Linked DNA regions of Mus musculus: region 2 is linked to region 1. The links are chromatin contacts, called in public HiChIP or PLAC-seq maps. All regions are on one chromosome and are shown on one strand. Each heading gives the region's core, a stretch centred on a gene start, on an enhancer-like site or on the middle of the called end of the contact. The rest is flanking DNA. Distances are from core to core; before and after follow the strand shown.

Region 1 (5,618 bases), core at 799-3,298:
CAGCAGCAAGAACAATAGATGTCACGGTAGTGCTGGCTAGATTCCAAACTAATAAAGCCAAGTCATTTCTACCACACTGTCCTAATTGTACTGCTTCTAGAACATCATGTCCCCTTCATGAACCTTAAGGGAAATCCTTGTCTTAATTAAGTATGGCCTCAGACAAAAGGAACCACAGTCCTAAGAAAGCCTTTGCAAGGCCACCCCTACAGTGACACTTGCCAACCTGGCACCCCGCTTGTCCCTCAAGTCTATCTGCAGCTTGTTTATCCACAGGCACAGAAACAAAAGCCTCCAGACATGAGCCTTCTCTCCCCCCAACCCCCCACTCCTGCCTCACGCCTCCTCCCTACTTCCTCTTCCCCCTCAGGGTGGACCACATACCCGCCCCCCTACACGGGAGCCCCAAGCCCTGCTGGTGCCCAGCCTGGGACACTCAGGAGTATTTGGGGTCAGATGAAGGCAAGCATGCTGGGAAAGGCAAGGCCCGTGCTAACAAAGCCAGCAGTGGGAGACGCTAGCTGTCTTGCTTGCATAAGCAACCTACCAGGCCAGCGAGGCTTGGCTCACAAACCACTGCAAGGATCAGGAGGCAGCTTGTGCTGGGGGTGGGGGGGTGAGGGGGAGTGGGAGACACTGGTTTTTGGATAAAGACGCTCAACTTGGCCTCCTCTTCGCCCAAAGACCCAGAGCTAGTAACCCGTGACTGGCTGCGCTTCTATTTTCACAAGGGAAGAAAACGATGCCCAGATTACTACCGACAGCAAAAGTGAGATTAAGGCAGTTGGAATGAAGTGAAGGAACCCATAAAAGACACATGGGAAGACATCCTGCAATCAACCCAGGAACCCTGCCCATCCCCTAAGACTAGTCACACACACAGTCTTCTAGAAAGAGGTTTTGAAGTCAAATTGAAGGTCGTCCATCACCACCACCATCATCATCATCATCTGTACCTAAGGCTCAGTGAACACTGAGGAAGACGGGGCAGACAGATAATATGAAATCCTCAAAGATAAAAGTTAAAAAGTAAAGAAAAACACTAAATAATAAATAATTAAGAAAGTAAATCAAGGGACTTTGTTGTTTAAGGTCTCCAACCAATAAATACTCAGTACTAATGGTGACTTAGATTTAAAAATCACAAAATAGAAGGGAATACAACCACAAGAGCTAGCTAAAAACCATCGGTGAGCATCTAGCTAAATCTGTGTGAGGGCCTGGGTCCAATTCCCAGTGCCACACAGGCACACATTCAGTCATATACACACATACAACCCTCCCAGCCCCCCAAACAGCCCTAACACATACACACAGCCCCTGCCACAGCCCTAGCCATACACACAGCCCCCCAAACAGCCTCAGCCCCCCACAGCCACATGCACAGCCCCTTTGCAACCCCCCTACAGCCCCCCATATACATATACACACAGCTACATATACACAACCACCACACACACACACAGCCACAGTCACACACATACACATGCGCACTAAACAGCTGGAAAACAGCCACACCGAGGTAGCCCGCAGACACACTCACCGGGTGATATAGGTCTGCTTGAGCTGGGAGAAGGCGTGTAAGGGATTGGGCTGGACACAGTGCGAGGTCTCAATCCTTGTGCAGACATCTCATTAAAATACCTGAAAGGAGAGAGGAGGAAGTGGTTCAAACACCCATGTTCACGTGGGCCTCAGCAGAAGAAACCCTAGGAGTGAAGCTCTCAAGGCACAACCTAAGGTCAAAATCCTGGGAGCTGGAGAGGCTGTACCCAGGGGACATCTCTAGTACAGAGGACTCCGGAGTCACACTGCTCTAGTCTCACAAGTGTCATCATCCCCAGAGACTTGTCGTAGCCACGCAACACATAAATATCACAAGGGACCTGTCCTGGAGTCCTGCCAGTGACCTCACAAGCACACAGATATATCTATTTGAATTGTTACTTGAAACTCAAAATCAACAGGCTCACTGATACTTAACACACTGAAGGACAAATATGCCCCTAGGCCGAGTGCCAAGGTTTTCACAAGGCAGGCTCTGCTTAACAGGTTAGAATTTAACAGAAGACACCAGTGCTGGGCACCCTGGGCGGGTCATGCCCAGCCACTCTGTGCTGAGTCTAGCTCACATTGGGCCCAAAGATGCTGACGTGTGATTACGGGGACCGTCGGCTTTCACTTTGCAAACCAAGCATACAGTGCTGATGCAGGGGGATTTCTGTTTGACAGACTTCCTGACAAACCATCCTCCCTGGTCTTAAGGCTAACCAGGCATGGACTTGGACCTCAGAGCACCATTAGCCCTGGTGTTTATTCACACGAGGGACTGACCCAGCCCCTTCCAAGCAGGTTAATGAAGCTTGAATGACACACAGCTCAACTAGACGCCTGTCTCTGTCTCCTTCCCTTCTTTAGGACAGTCCACCATAAGAACACCAGGTGGGGCGTTTCCTTATATTATACAAACAGGAAGGTGGTTTAAGATCACCCCTTACAGTCTTAAGTGTCTGGTATTTTCTTTCCCCTAGATCTATCTCAATGGCTCAATTCTGGGGTGCAGAGTGCTACTTAACCAGGTACTTAGCAACTCCATGGTACCTTGAATAACTTACAAAAATAAGTAAAAGCAGGGCTGGGGATGTAGCTCAGTTGGGGAGAGTTTTTGCAGCAGCATGCATGAAGCCCTGGGTTGTGCCTCTAGCACTCTGGTGGCACACGCCTCTAATCCCAGCAATCTGGGGCAGAAGCAGGAGGATCAAAACGCAAGGTTAGCTCAGGACTACAGGACACACCACCCCCCCAAAACCCACAAACACAACAACAAACCCAACAGAAATAAAGCAAACTTGCGCCGTGAACGTCAGCTCTGGAGGAAGTGGCCCATCTATCTGGAAGCCACATCTTCTAAGAGCGGCCCCTCTGAAGCCCAGCCCTAGGTGCTCTGTACTCCAGCTCCCCCGAGTCTTAAAGTAGTTAGTAAAATATCTAGTGAACTGCTTTGTGTTTGGGCTGACGTGTTCAGTCAAACCGTTTTACTGAGAATGGGAAACTGTCAAGAACAGACTTAGAAGCAGGGATTACAATTTCAAAATACAGTAAAACCTTTTCAAGTGAGGAAGCAGAGAGATTTTAAAGAGGGAAGCTTGTCATTCTTCTGTAACTTCTAGAGTCCCGTTTATAACTTGCCATTATTTTAAAAATCCGGTTTTCTTGAAAGCATCCACAGAAGTGGTGGGGAGCTTTGCAGTCCTCTGGATCTATGTCTCTGGATCTATTATTTCTCTGGATCTATGTCTCTGGATCTATTATTTCTCTGGATCTATGTCTCTGGATCTATTATTTCTCTAGATCTATGTCTCTGGATCTATTATTTCTCTAGATCTATGTCTCTGGATCTATTATTTCTCTGGAACTATGTCTCTGGATCTATTATTTCTCTAGATCTATGTCTCTGGATCTATTATTTCTCTAGATCTATGTCTCTGGATCTATTATTTCTCTGGAACTATGTCTCTGGATCTATTATTTCTCTAGATCTATGTCTCTGGATCTATTATTTCTCTGGATCTATGTCTCTGGATCTATTATTTCTCTGGTGGACAGAGGCAGAGGGCTGTGTGGCTAGTCACACTTTATCCTCACAGACCAGACCCCATGCGGTGGTTTGAATATGCTTGGTCCAGGGAGAGGTGCTATTAGGTGTGGCCTTTTTGAAGGAAGTGTGTCACTGTGAGGGTGTGCTCTGAGACCCTCCTCCCAGCTTCCTGGAAGCCAGTCTTCTCCTAAATGCCTCAGGAACAGGAGGTAGAAATCTTAAGCTCCTGTAGCCCCTGGATGTTACCATGGTCTCACCTTGATGATAATGGACTGAACCTCTGAACCTGTTACCCAGCCCCAATTAAATGTTGTCCTATGTTAAGAGTTGCCTTGGTCGTGGTGTTCATTGCAGTAAAACCCTAAGACACCCAGCTGGTGACCTAGGTCTCACACAGTGGGTGCCCACACAGTGGGTGCCCAGACATCTTAAGAGGCTCTAACTCCCTTTCAGTGAAATATGGCCACACCTGGTCAGAAATGGTCTGTGTCAGAAGAAGGCTAATTCCTTAGCTGGTGCTCAAAAAGCTCTTTGTTGTATTTGGATTTGTTAGTTATCTTAACGACTTCCTCAATACCAAGTGCTGAGGAGGAGACAAGAGGGCCGGATCTGACAGAGGTACCCATGCAGAGAGCAGCTGCTCTAGTTACCAGCAGGACGCTCATTCCAGCATAGGAGACAGAGAAGTGCAAGCTAAAGACACAGAAAACCCATTTAGTAAAAACAATGCGCAAAGTTTCCCAGAGTCGGAGGAAGAAAATGGCCGCGTGGATAGAAAGAGGCAAGATAGAAGAACCCTAAACGTCTTACAGTGAAGACCCCGAAAACACAGAGCAGCGGAATAACACTGAGGCTAGGGTGAAGGGTGATCTATGCAGGACAACAAGCAAGGGAACAAACAGGGACCTGTGAAGTGCCAAGGGTTGAGAAAAAAAGGATACATGTCAAATCCAAAAATCAATAGATAGAAATATTAAGATCAGGACAAAGTTCTAATGAGATGGAAATAATCATCAATAGTAATAACCCATAGTATTATTATTAATAATAATAAGCAATAGCGAAGCTGGCTCTTTGAAAAGTTAACTTTGACGTAGCCTTAGCCCAACTAACCTTGAGACAGAGACCAACCAAATTCAAAGGCTCATCAGGGCATAGTGTGAAAACCTACATTCTAAAAAAATTGGAACAATCTACAAGAAATGGATACAGCTTTTGAAACACACAAGACTCATCAAAATTAAAGTGAGAAGATAGAAGCAGCTTAGAACTGAGAGTTCATTATAAGCAATGAGTTTGACTTAGTAATACAAACTGTACACACACACACACACACACAGAGAGACAGAGAGAGAGAGAGACAGACAGACAGAAAGACAGACAGAGACAGACAGACACCGTCTAGGCCCAGAGGGACTAACTGCTGAGTTCTGTCAGACCTCCAAAGAGAGGTGACACCAAACTTCTTCAAACTCTAGCATGCAATAGGAAGAAGAAAACGGCCACATTCATTTAACACAGCCACCATTCCCGATACCAATAGATAGGGACCCCACAACAACAGGCAATTAGAGGACCATCTCTCGGCTAGACACGATACAGAAACTCTCACTAAATGAACTTGCAATTGGAATCAACTAAACATAAAAAAGACTGTTTGCTCTGAGCTAGTCAGTTTCATTCTAGGGATGCAGGGATGGTTCGAGACACTCCTGCCAACAAATTCATATCGGCAGACTCTTGCATCTGCATTTCCACAGATACAGAGGGAATTTAACGGAGTCCAGCATCCTTTCATGCTAAAAGCCCTGAAGGGACTGTGGAAGAGTATACCTCATTATAATAAACAGCATGTACAGCAAACTGAAGGGGCAAGTCTTGAAGCATCGGCCCCCACAGCCGGCATGTGACAGCGATACCCATCTTCCCCGCACTTACTCAGGATGTCTGGGAAGTCTTTGCCAGGAGCAAGCAGACGAAAGAAATACAGTGGCTACAAGTGAGGAAGATATTGGATGAC
Region 2 (5,618 bases), core at 2,232-4,731, 1.1 Mb before region 1:
TCAGTATCATCCATCCCTCCTCAGCAGCACCCATCCCTCCTCAGCAGCATCCATCTCTCCTCAGCAGCACCCATTCCTCATCATCATCCATCCCTCCTCAGCAGCATCCATCCACATCATCATCATCCATCCATCTTCCTTAGCATCATCCATCTCCTCAGTATCATCCATCCCTCCTCAGTATCATCCATCCCTCCTCAGCAGCACCCATCCCTCATCATCATCCATCCATCCCTCATCATCATCCATCCATCACTCCTCAGCAGCATCCATCTCTCCTCAGCAGCACCCATCCCTCATCATCATCCATCCATCCCTCCTCAGCAGCATCCATCCCTCCTCAGCAGCATCCATCACTCCTCAGCAGCATCCATCTCTCCTCAGTATCATCCATCCCTCCTCAGCAGCATCCATCTCTCCTCAGCAGCACCATCCCTCATCATCATCCATCCATCCCTCCTCAGCAGCATCCATCCCTCCTCAGCAGCATCCATCCCTCCTCAGCAGCATCCATCACTCCTCAGCAGCACCCATCTCTCCTCAGTATCATCCATCCCTCTTCAGCATCATCCATCCCTCCTCAGCAGCATCCATCTCTCCTCAGCAGCACCCATCCCTCATCATCATCCACCCATCCCTCCTCAGCAGCATCCATCCCTCCTCAGCAGCACCCATTCCTCCTCAGCAGCACCCATTCCTCATCATCATCCATCCATCCTCCTCAGCAGCATCCATCCCTCCTCAGCAGCACCCATTCCTCATCATCATCCATCTATCCTCCTCAGCAGCATCCATCCCTCCTCAGCAGCATCCATCCCTCCTCAGCAGCATCCATCCCTCCTCAGCTGCATCCATCCCTCCTCAGCAGCATCCATCCCTCCTCAGTTGCATCCATCCCTCCTCAGCTGCATCTATCCCTCCTCAGCAGCACCCATCCCTCCTCAGCAGCATTCCTCCTCAGCTGCATCTATCCCTCCTCAGCAGCATCCATCCCTCCTCAGCAGCATTCCTCCTCAGCAGTGGGTTATCGAGTGGCGTATCAATAAGGAGATTCTACAATGAACAGGAATTTATTGACTTGGATGAGGGAAGTAGGAAACATCAATAGAGTGCAAAAACCATTACTTTTGTTCACAGAATTTTAAAACTTGGGTTTCAGTAAGACATCATGGTAGAGATGTCCTAAGGCAACGACTCTAAAAGGATTGTGATCCGTATTAAAATACAGGGACCATGCAGCATTGGCACTCAGTGGGGTCTGGAGATGAAATGAGAGATCTGGGTTACATAGAATACATAAGCCATGAGGCTATGACAGACAGAATTATGGGCATAGAGGACAGAATCTGGGGAAAGGCTGTGTTGTGCTAAGCTTTATTTATTTATTTATTTATTTATTTATTTACTTACTTATTTATTTATTTAGTAGCTGCAAATGCAGACAGTTAAAGAATGCATCTACAATAAAAACATTACAAGGATATATTCTACTTGATTTATAATGGCAAATTATTTTAGAAATCTCTCGACAGGGGGTTAAGGAGAAATTATGTCTTATGCAGACTTCCATTTTAGGAAGACGCTATAATTTCTAATTGCTCGGTGCCTGGACTTACAGGAAAATGTGTTTTTACATCTGTTTGGATACACTCCAAGGGCAAACCAAACACAAAGGATCTTGTTGCTGTTGTGACAGGAGGTTTGAAAGGACGAGCTGGAAGTCCCCTTTACCCTCAAGAGAGAATGAAATGAAACCGGAAGTGATGGTAAACTGGGCTTAGAAGGAGTGGGTTTAGAGGAGTGGGTGTGGTCCTCTGTCTCTTGAAGGAGACAATGTTTTAAAGCTGCAGAAAGGAAGTAGACTCTCAGCTCAGTGTTACACTAGTAAGATTTTGCTTTCTTTTCAGAAAAAAAAAAAAGTACAGGTAGGCAGCAGAAGAGGCTGTTGTTGTTAGGTATATTCTCACCATGCTAACTCTGGCCGACCTGGAACTTGTATATAGAGCAAACTCTCAATCACAGATCTCTACCCACTTCTTACCTCCAGAGTGATTGGAGTGAAAGCATTCACCTCTGAGCCTGATGGATGACATAGTTATTTTTAAATGTTATTTATTTATTTTACCTTTGAAACAAAGTCTCTAGCCTGACTGACCTGGAATTTACTTTGTAGGCAAGGATAACCCTGCACTTGTGGTCCTGCCTCAGCTTCCCAAGTTCTGGAACTAGAGGCTTAAGACACCATGCCTGCTCTATGTGAGGATCCTGGCTTATGGGGGGGATCTAAGCCAACGGCTTTCTGTGCATCCTGGCAGGCATCCCTACCAGTTAAGCCACATTCCCAGACCTTAAGCAACATATTTTAACAGATTGAAGCCCTTGACCATTTTTAGATCTTCCTAATCTTTTCCATGCCATTGAATTAAAAAAAAAAAAAAAACCAACCAAACAAACAAAAATTGAGTTTTTTGTAGGACACAAACTGTACACTACCTCAAGTCCATCCTGGTCCCACAATTTCAGTGGTTTGGCTGGCTAAGCTCATCTAGTCCACGTGATCTGCAAAGTGGGAAACAATATTCAGGGCTCTGGCATGCCCTGCTCAGGTATTAATATAAGAATATTTTTGCTATCGCTTCTCAGCCTTTTGGAGAAGATCAAGTGAAGAATATTCTTGCTTTGTTGCTATTATGAGGGCTAGTTGTTTGGGTTTTTGTTTTGAGGCAGGGTCTCATGTAGTTTTGAACTTGCTATGTAGCAGGGGATGAATTTGAATGCCTGCCTCCGCCTCCCAAGGGCTGGGATTACAGGCCTGCACCATCAAGCTGGGTTCAGTTTATTAATTTTTTTTTCGTGACACATTTCCTTTTGTGTACATGTTTGTGTGTGTGTGTATGTCAAAGTCAGAGGGCAACTTGTTTGAGTTGGTTCTCTCTTTTAATCATGTAGGTCTTGGGGATAGAACTCAGCTTGCCAGGCTCTGGGCCATCTTGGGAACCCTCATTCCTTTCTATTAATTGTTAAAGAGAAGATAAATAAGGCGATCCATTTCAAGACCACTCCTCCCTCTCTTCCACCCCTCCAGTAGCCTTGTGGGCTTTCCTGCGGACTCATGAAACATGCAGTTTGCTGTTGGGGCATCAGCAGTACCACGGATCTCTAACTTCAGTAGCCAGGCACTGTGACACAAGCCGCAGCACCAGCGTCACGAAGCTCAGTAGGCAGCCCAGGCCCATGGTCCAGCAACAGCACGCAGGCAGCCCAGGAGAACACATGGCAGGGGCCTGGGGGTAAGCCGCCGCTCAGCAACACCCACCTTAGACCAGGCCCACCCTCCCTAGCCTCAGGCTCCGCCCCCTCCTCGGCCCGGCCCCGCCCACTGAGCGGTGGGGGACGCACAGCACCTCCTGTCCTCCCCGCCTCCTGCCGCGGACCGGAAGTCCGGGCTTCCCACAGTACCCCGCGCGCGGCGGGCATGATAACAAGCCCCCGGAGTTCCCACGCTGGTAGTGTGGCAGTCCATAGGCACCGTATTGCGTGAGACGAACCGGACGGCGCCGGGCCATCATTCGTCGGCCCGAGCGATGGCGCTGTTCCGGGGAATGTGGAGCGTGCTAAAAGCACTGGGGCGCACGGGGGTCGAGATGTGCGCGGGCTGCGGGGGTCGCATCCCCTCGTCTATCAGGTAGGCCGCGGGCGAGGGACGCCGTTCGTTCAGGCGTCCGTCTGCCCTCGTCCCACCCTCGTCCTCCGGGCCGCCTGGGGTCTCGCGCCTTTTGGTACCCGACCCCACTTCCTGTCACCTTCTACCTTTCGGCGCCTAGGGCGCTCTCCTTCTGCCTTGGAGGCGGGCCCTGAAGTTGTGGCGCGGAACGCTCGCCCGGACGCTGCCAGGAGGTCACCCAGGATGCCACGACTTGTTTTAGCCCTGCAGGCCCCTCTTTGGTTTGGCTAGGTCACCCATGATGCTAGGACTTGCTTCACCCCTCTTTGGTTTGGCTAGGTCACCCAAACCTGCCCTGTTTGCAAGCCTCAGCCCTGCAACCTCTTTTATTTTTTTGCTTAGGGTAGGTTGTTAAAGTAAGTCGGTTATGGAGCTTATACAGCTGAAGCCCCTTGCGTTTAATTGAATTCTTAGCACAGCAGAGGGAAGGGAAATGCACTCAAAGGTTATTACGATTATATATTTTTTTGGTTGATTGGTTGACTTTTTTTTTTTTTTTAATTTAAAAGATTGGGTCTCTCTGCATAGCCCTGGCTGTCCTAGAACTCCTTTTGTAGACTAGGCTGTCATTGACTTAACAGAGATCCACCTGCTCTGCCACTAGAATGTTGGGATTAAAGGCCTGTGCCACAACTGCTGGGCTAGTTATTAGCATTTTAGGTGGAGGTGTTGGATGTACAGCACCTTGGCTGACTTTGTACTTAGAATCTGAGATCTGTGTATGACTGTTACACGTATCTGACATTCCGTTCTTTTTACTTGTGTGTAGTCTTGTCTGTATTCCGAAGTGTTTTTCCAGCATGGGTAGCTATCCAAAGAAACCTATGAGTTCATACCTTCGATTTTCCACAGAACAGCTACCCAAATTTAAAGCTAAACACCCAGGTAAGGAGTTTGGGGCTTATGATCTTCTCTGATATGATTTTTTTTTTAATTGCAATCTTTGATTTGCATTACCAGAGCATCTAGTACAGTCATTTTCTTTGGTAGTCTGTATAAGTTTTTTTTTAACTAATAGAAGTTCTTTAAATATAAATGAGAAAAATAGTTTTAAAATAAGATGTAGAGGGCAGGAGAGATGGCTCAGTGGATAAGAGCACTGACTCTTCCAGAGGTCCTGAGTTCAGTTCCCAGCAACCACATGGTGGCTCACAACCATCTGTAATGGGATCCTATGCCCTCTTCTGGTGTGTCTGGAGACGGCCACTGTGTACTCATATACATAAAATGAGTAAATCTTAAAAAAAAAAACCAAAAAAACCAAAAAACCAAAAGCATGTAGAGTGAAGAGCACTGTAGAGAAAAGAGATAAAGTTGAGGCCTAGTTGTCCTGGGCAGTTGCTTGTTTGTAATGTCTAAGGTGCAATAAAATAACTTATCGGGAAGTGTTCTATATAATACAATAATGGTCTGTATAAATCATTAACTTAACTGGAAATTATCTAAGCTCCTGAAGGTGGGAAAAAGATCTACAACTAGAAAAGTTTTCCAGGAAGCCTAAGAAAGGGTTGTAGGGCCTTCATTTGATTATACGGTGTAAAGGTAGTAGCTGATTAATAAGTCAGTCCTTAGGATTTCCAAAGTTCTTTTACTTCCAGTACCTCGAAGGATGCTAGTGGAAATCAGACTGAAATTCTTACCTTGTAGATAGGAGATGAAGAGACATGCTTATAGGAATTCCCCTGTCTTCTCAAATGGAAGACTTGGCACTAACACATGGTTGATGAAGCAGCTGTATCCTCAGTTAAGAATGAGGGAGAAATGGAGATGGGTGGATTATTTTTTACAGCAGTGTTATATCTGAATGGTACTTCTGTAATTGGAGTGCGAAGTGCTATTGTGTGAGCAGCACATGTTTGTGGTTTGTTTGGGTTTTACTAACAGTAAAGACATG

What was found. HiChIP or PLAC-seq counts read pairs in DNA pulled down with a chosen protein or histone mark.
Region 2: an H3K27ac HiChIP or PLAC-seq map of extraembryonic endoderm stem cells shows a contact between it and region 1, with 14 times the contacts expected there. The contact joins the promoter of Tfam here to the enhancer-like site in region 1. A contact is called at or near these places in 8 of 39 promoter capture datasets (the C10 cell line, cranial neural crest, frontonasal cranial neural crest and 4 more), 1 of 15 datasets of contacts at CTCF or cohesin (large pre-B cells), 7 of 484 Hi-C or Micro-C datasets (the G1E-ER4 cell line, the N1E-115 cell line, cortical neurons and 2 more), 3 of 115 datasets of contacts at active chromatin or transcription factors (astrocytes, extraembryonic endoderm stem cells and large pre-B cells) and 1 of 9 other capture datasets (adipose tissue).

Annotation. Positions count from the first base shown.
Region 1 is chr10:70,178,186-70,183,803 of GRCm38.p6, reverse strand. It overlaps Ccdc6 (coiled-coil domain containing 6), which reads right to left. Exons shown (of 9, transcript NM_001111121.1): 7 at 1,544-1,644. Among named protein-coding and RNA genes, the nearest start is that of Mrln, 24 kb to the left of the region's middle. Within about 2 kb of position 2,048, at least 63 of the 459 cell types and tissues checked have an H3K27ac peak or open chromatin away from gene starts, as enhancers often do. A contact at or near this core is called in the G1E-ER4 cell line, where this site is marked.
Region 2 is chr10:71,235,907-71,241,524 of GRCm38.p6, reverse strand. It overlaps Tfam (transcription factor A, mitochondrial), which reads left to right and starts at 3,481. Exons shown (of 7, transcript NM_009360.4): 1 at 3,481-3,685; 2 at 4,494-4,609. The coding sequence starts at 3,585.